2 separate regions of the Drosophila melanogaster genome follow, and region 1 is linked to region 2. Evidence: chromatin contacts called from public Hi-C data. All regions are on one chromosome and are shown on one strand. Each heading gives the region's core, a stretch centred on a gene start, on an enhancer-like site or on the middle of the called end of the contact. The rest is flanking DNA. Distances are from core to core; before and after follow the strand shown.

Region 1 (3,451 bases), core at 752-3,251, 120 kb before region 2:
GGTCATAATGTATCACATGGATTACTCACCGACCAGGCCATCTTGTTCACCGGATAGCAACAGAGGAACTGCTGCTGCAGCTTGCCGTACTTTCTGGACATTTTCCGTGCTCCAAGTTCCGAGTTCCTCGGCTACTCGATATGAAAACCCACTCCCAGACGAACGAAAGTGACAACGTGAATTGTACCCGGCACTTGGAGAGCAGTGTGACCAATTACCAAAAACACTCTCTGACGGAAAAACAAATGGGGTATTCCCAACTTTGGCGAGTACCTAACAATATAGAGTATATTACGAGTAATATTGATACGGCAAAACAAATACTCTATAATAAATATCTTTGCCTAATAACAAAACAATCTAGAATGTTATAGTCGTCTTCCCCGACTATCAGATACTCAGCAAGTGGAAATGCATTAGCGGAATTCAATTATTTTGATGGCATATTATAGACTTTGGGAAAAAAAAATAAAACAAAGAATTATCACACGAAAGAACGATTCGGCTATTGGTCCTGATCAAGAATATATGTAATTTTTATGGTTGGAAACGCTACCATCTAGCTATTACCAACGAATAGTATACTCTTTTACTCTACGAGTAACGGGCATACAAATATTTTTTATTATTAAATACATCACTGTGAACGGCAGTCCACGTAGTGCCGAAGCGCACCAGGAGAGTGTGCTATGTAGATATAAGTATGTATACACACAAGGAACGAAAATCTGCTGTAGTTGGCAGATAACGAGTGATACATCAAAAGGTACAAAATTTTATGGTTCCGATAAAAGTACAACAAATTGGAACTGAGACCCATCAGTTGCGTTTTAATTGCTACTGACAAAAAAACCGAAGTCTTGTTAAACCTCCGTTTGAAATATATTTTCAAAACAAGTAATTGGCCATTTTTCAAAATGAGAGTTTATGTCGATTTGGTTTTCTCCCGCAACAAAACGTTATTTGGAAAACCTAAAATATTATATTTTCTGTTAAACAACTAAATATGACCAAATTTTGGAAAAACACGTTAGCTTAGCGGAAAAACTTCTATAAATAGCTACAGTTTCTACGCCCATAACGTCTAAGCACTTGGCTCTAGAGACTTCCTTTCAAATGAATTTTGTCCACCTCGAATATTTTTACAAAGCGTGACTTATATCTTAGATATGGCAGTTTTTTAGTTGAATGAAAATGTATATCAATAGTTTTTATGTCGTTAACAGGTGATTTTTATGATACGCTATATTAAAGTTTTTATTAAAATCGAGAAAAGCTTAGTTGTAGATTTATGTAATATACCTGCACTTACTTAAAACTTAACTATATCATGTTAATAGAAAATCAAATTTAAATAAACAGTATATATTATGTTTAAGTAACAAGAACTTCTTATGAGACAAGATATAATACACATAGTTAAGCAATGCTTATATTACATAAAAAAAAAATTCGCATAGAATACTCTTTCGTCTCAAGTGGACCATCAATCATGAGTTATTCTATACTATAAGCTGGGTAGATAAAATTCAAATAAGCAAATTAAAGTAATCCAAGTCATAATTTCATAATAATTTCATAATTTTGGTCAATAAATCAAATGGGATTGTGTATATGGATAAGGCTTACAAAATCGCTGCACACTTTTGGGCATTTGGGTTCTCCACACCGGAAACAAATCCGTAGCATTTACGTGTGTATATTATGTGTGTATAGACCACATGTTAACCGAAATTTGTGATGGATAGGTTGGAGCCGCCAGTAGTTTTTAGATGGCGCGTCCAAGAAGGAACTACTACGAGTAGATGGATGGACAGATAGACATACATAGGTCAATGGATGGTCGAAACCCGAACAGCCCTGTTAGCCAACAGCAGTGGGCGCTGCTATTACGTGGACGTAGCGCCGATCGATTGGCGTTAGTCGATCCGATCTTCCCATCGGCGCTTTCTCGGCTCATGCCCATAGCAATTGGGTTCTGTTCAGATTCGGTTTAGTTGATTTTCGCAGCTGGCGGCGATGGAAGTACCGCGATTACGTCGAGCCCTCGTCAAATGAGATTTTAGCTGGGTTTTCGATTCGGTTTCGGATTTGGTTTCGGGATCATATCGCGGGCATCGTGGAATTTGTGGCATTTTGGGAATATAGCTCTATAGAGCATTCGCAGTGATTTAAGGCAAGGAGTGGCAAACCTTGAGCCTTCCCTGTGGTAACCATCAATGCTACAACCTTGAACTTCAGTCGTAGTCCACATAGCGCCTCTCAATTAGATGCAGGCCATTCAGTCGGTCTTTCAGTCATTCAGTCACTCGGTTGGTCGTTTGGTCCGCTAGTGAGTGCATCTCGTGGTGTATAAAAATAAATAGCATTAGCAGCAGCCGCAGCAGCAGCACCAGCACCCAAAATAAAAGCCATAAACCACTGGCGCAGGAAGCACTGTGCTGCCAATTGGCGAACTTGCCAAGGAGATACTATACGCGGATCCCACTGGGAATACCAAATACTAGAATACTACGTACGGAGCACAGGTAAGTAAGTGGGCGGAATCGCATCGGGAATTGGAATCGCGATGGGATATGATGGGTGCGACACGTTCACATCACACACCTCGCACGAGTTCATCCGACGTCTTTTGGAATCGTTTTTGTTTTTGCCCTGCTATCAGCAGATGTTCAAAACACCTGATTGGTTTTCAGATTATTATAGCCCTCGTTTGAGTTGAGTGACATAAGGGCGGAAAGTGGCCAAAAACATTCTGTAAGTTAGTTAAAAAACCGCAAACTAAACTCTTAATTTATGTCTTAATGAGAACACAGCGACTTGAAAGATACTCGTCGTATAGATAACTTTCTCATTTCTCTATAACTTTTCGTTTACCCAGTGAATTTTAACAAATTTCTACCAAATTAAATAAATTCTTTGAATAAAAAGTAAAGCTACATTATCAGCTTTTGATACATACATGTATAGACCCTGATTATTAAATAAAAAATCTAAAAAATGCTATTTGCATTGTGAAAAACATTAAGTACATTAGACATACATATGTATGTATGGATGTGTATCTGAGGTGTAAGTTACTCATATTTGCAAGCATAAGATACACTTATAATGTACTGAATTTCTGAATACAAATTCCAATGTTTTTCTGAATTGCATTTGAAATGCAAAGATCTAAGTGCAGTGATATTCAATCGATTTAAATGCATCTTTTAATTTGATTTAAGTTCAGAACTCCACGATTTCGTTCTCAGTGCATGCCAAAACTAGTCGAAGGCGGGAAAGTGTCAACAACCCATCGAATCGAATCATTGGCTATCTGGGGGCACAGCTGGTAGCCAAATATGTGGCTTCCACTCCAGAGCCACATGTAACCACGCTGCCCATCGCAATCTTATCACCTTATCGATGGATCCATAGTCACTGGGCTTTGCTTATCTCGATCTGTATC
Region 2 (3,230 bases), core at 117-2,616:
GGCATTTTATCTTTGATATTCAAGCCTCAACGTATAGTTTTTCCACCTTCGTATTCGCATTCCTTGTCCTCTTTTGATTATTATCTAAACTATCTTCGTATTCTTGCAGTGCATGGACTGCCTGTCGGAGTACCCGGTGGCCTTTCACTATGTGCACAGCAAGCAGCTGTACGTGTACGACTACTTCAACTACCAGTTCCAGCTCTCCGGAAGGGCGCAGGTGGCGGAACGGCTGCCCAAGAAGATCCGGGAGGAGGAGCTGGTCATCCCCGAGAGCGACAATCCGGTGTCCTAGGCAGGAGCCAGCCATTCTGCCACTTCAGCAGCAGCAATCTCAAGTCCATATCTACATATTTTCCATCCTTTTTTTTTTGTGTGTGCTTATCGTGTATTTAATATATTATGGGCACAAGGCGAACGTGCCAAGGCTGCCAGATGCTGTCCTGTTGCGACTCCTTGTCCTTGCCCGATCCACGTCCTAGTTTATCTATTCATGTATTTATTATTGAGCAGCTCGTGGCAGACGGGCCACACGAAGGCATTAAAAGGATAATGGAGGGCTACTGGGTGGACATTTACTCTTGATTTCCAATGAGGATTTCAAAAAGTTGCATATCTAGAAAAATGAATTAGTCGCAACTATAATGGTATGGCTGCACTATTAACATTGTAAGTGTACGTACGAAATGACTGCAATCTCTGATCTGTTGAATGGTACAAATTAGAGTTGCCAGCTTGAACTTTGTTATGCCATAATAATCTTAAACTCTATAAATGATTGGCTTTACAACATATGTACGCAAGGAAAATAAACAGTTTTCTTTAGAAGCCTAAGGCGTATGAAATGGTTATACTTCTTGTACAGTTTTCAACAATCTACAATGAGTAAATGAAATAATAATGGCCACGTGGCGTTGAGTGGCTTAACTTACCGCAACTTGTTTCAAACCCTGGTAACACCTTTTAACGTCATTGTGCAACACTAGTACTAGAAATCGAAAAGCAAGTACATATTTGTTACTTTAAGGCAAATGATCAAAAGAGTGATTTTACTACTGCTGACATTAAATATGTGGATTATTATATAAAACACTCGATTCGAAAAATCGAATTACTTAACTTTTAATACTGGAAATAAAAATGATCATAGAGCATATTATTTATAACAGAATGTGTATAGTTTTTTTTAAATTATTTTAGCATTGTATTGAGTACAGTCAAGTGTTCTTTGCAAAAGCTCTGTTCCTATTCGAATTTTTTTTTACACATGCGGGCACACTAATTGGTATTTAAGTATGCCCAGACTTTTAGATCCAGTTAATCAGCTATTCGTTGAATGATTCTCACTTTATCCTTTACTTTCTACACGATTCAAGTGAGCTATTGCGAAATAAATTAAAAAACCAACTTTTCAATCTTCTGGGAATATTGAATACTGAGGAAAACCCTAAATTGATTGCTGCCGAAACCCAGAAGGATGGAGAACATGAACAAAGAACTCGCGAATATGGAGAAACTATCTTTGAAGGAGCTGCTCAGTGAGGACACACTCTCTGAATTGGCTACCCCGAATGATGTCGACATTGCCGGCGAGGAAAAGAACCTCGAGGGTCAATCTGTTTCGAAGGAAGATCCACCGCCTGCGGCAGTTGTACCCAAAGCGACCAAAGCGCCCAATAATCCCGAAGCGCTAACCCAAAAGCAGAGTATGGACTATGCGGCACGGATCGTGAAGGTCATCAACCTACAGATGCAAAATGTGGTGCATAAAACGTTCATGATGATGCAATCACCACTCCCTCTCCGGAACAGGCTACCAGTGGTCGTGTCCACCATGATCCGCTCCCGTAGGGCACCCAAGTTGAAGCTCAAAGATGTGAGGAGAGTGATCACGGGCCTGGCGCTGCATCGTGCACACCTGGTCTACGAATATATTATCAACCACCCCGAATAAGAAAACTTCTACATATGTTAACTTAATACAATAATTAAAAAATCCAAACACTCGCCGGCTCTAGTTTAGTTTAAAGTTCTATAGAACAAGGTTCATCGCACGCATACTACAATATATTACTGATGAATATTCAGCTAGTTTTGAACGTATTTGAAATATATTCGGCTCAAATTAGGCCTAAAGCTGATGCTTTTCAATTTATTAACTGAGGAGCCACTTCAGTTCAGTGGGTCACTATTACAATTATTCATTGGCTTATCCCTATAAGTCCACTTCAGAGCACTTAAGTCTCATTCTCGCAGGCAGCTAATTAAGGTCATCGCTCCCTGCGGCTCACCCCAAAAAATTTGGGTGAAACACTGGCATTCCAATAGTTCACATTCCCTGGGCTAATTAGGAAATTAGACTACCTACCGGCCGACATTTTGTGTTTCTTTGGAAAAGTCGGTAGAGTCGCGTCAAATGCGAATCGCATACGAATGGCAGTGGAATCAGAATGGAAATGCGAATTTTGCCTAAAATGCCGAGAAAAAATTGGACTAAAACACTTGCCGTAATGCGTGGTGTGCATTTTCCAAGGCAATCTGGCGAGTGGGGGCGGTGCTCCACATTGCTTTACCCGGCGACCCAGACAATTTCCGCTCGTAAAAGTGGTCCTCCGCCTGGTCTTGCCATTTTGGCCAGTGGCTGGGTGGCCAGTGGTTGGTGGCTCCTGGCCACTGTAATTAATACCAAAATAATTGTATTTGGATAACACAAACGTAATCAAGATTAATTGAGTAACAGCAGGTAGTTTGCATAATTAGAGCGCAGACAGTGGACTCCCCGCCGCCGATTCAATGCTCCTCCTTCTCCTACCCCTTGGCACCCTGTTCCTCCCATAAGCATAATTTGCAATTTCAACTGTCTGCCAACGCCTCCTATTTCCCGACTCCCCTCGCCGATGCCTGTCCACCTGCCACGCCCCTTCCCCGCTGGCTGCCCTTCGGCAGGCTGTCTGTCTCGCTTGTGGCTCTTTGGTTGGCAGGATCGGGTCCTGGACCTGCGGCATCCACCATCTCCTCTTCCCACGCAGTGGCTGGGAGGTACGGGAGCCCACCGGTTTAACTTTGAAATCGGACGCATTTTGGCGACCCACTAGGTTTATGGTTTAAGGTTCGAATCAGTCGGAGGATGTGTTCAATGGGAAAGTACCTAAAAATTACAAGTTAGTTGCCAAAATGAATGTAGATTTATAGAGTTATACTTAAGAAATAATAAACTTAAGTAGTTAACT

Evidence for each region. A called contact is a pair of places that touch in the nucleus more often than the background predicts.
Region 1: a Hi-C map of the Kc167 cell line shows a contact between it and region 2, with 1.8 times the contacts expected there. The contact joins the promoter of CG14196 here to the promoter of CG15882 in region 2. A contact is called at or near these places in 15 of 107 Hi-C or Micro-C datasets (the D17-c3 cell line, the Kc167 cell line, the ML-DmBG3-c2 cell line and 6 more).

Annotation. Positions count from the first base shown.
Region 1 is chrX:19,240,390-19,243,840 of dm6, reverse strand. CG14196 reads left to right here and starts at 2,001. Exons shown (of 5, transcript NM_133139.2): 1 at 2,001-2,528. It overlaps CG7889, which reads right to left and starts at 210. Exons shown (of 3, transcript NM_133140.3): 1 at 30-210. The coding sequence starts at 101.
Region 2 is chrX:19,122,524-19,125,753 of dm6, reverse strand. CG15882 reads left to right here and starts at 1,366. Exons shown (of 1, transcript NM_133120.3): 1 at 1,366-1,999. The coding sequence starts at 1,478. The coding sequence ends at 1,954. It overlaps tgy (twiggy), which reads left to right. Exons shown (of 4, transcript NM_001298496.1): 4 at 110-751. The coding sequence ends at 295.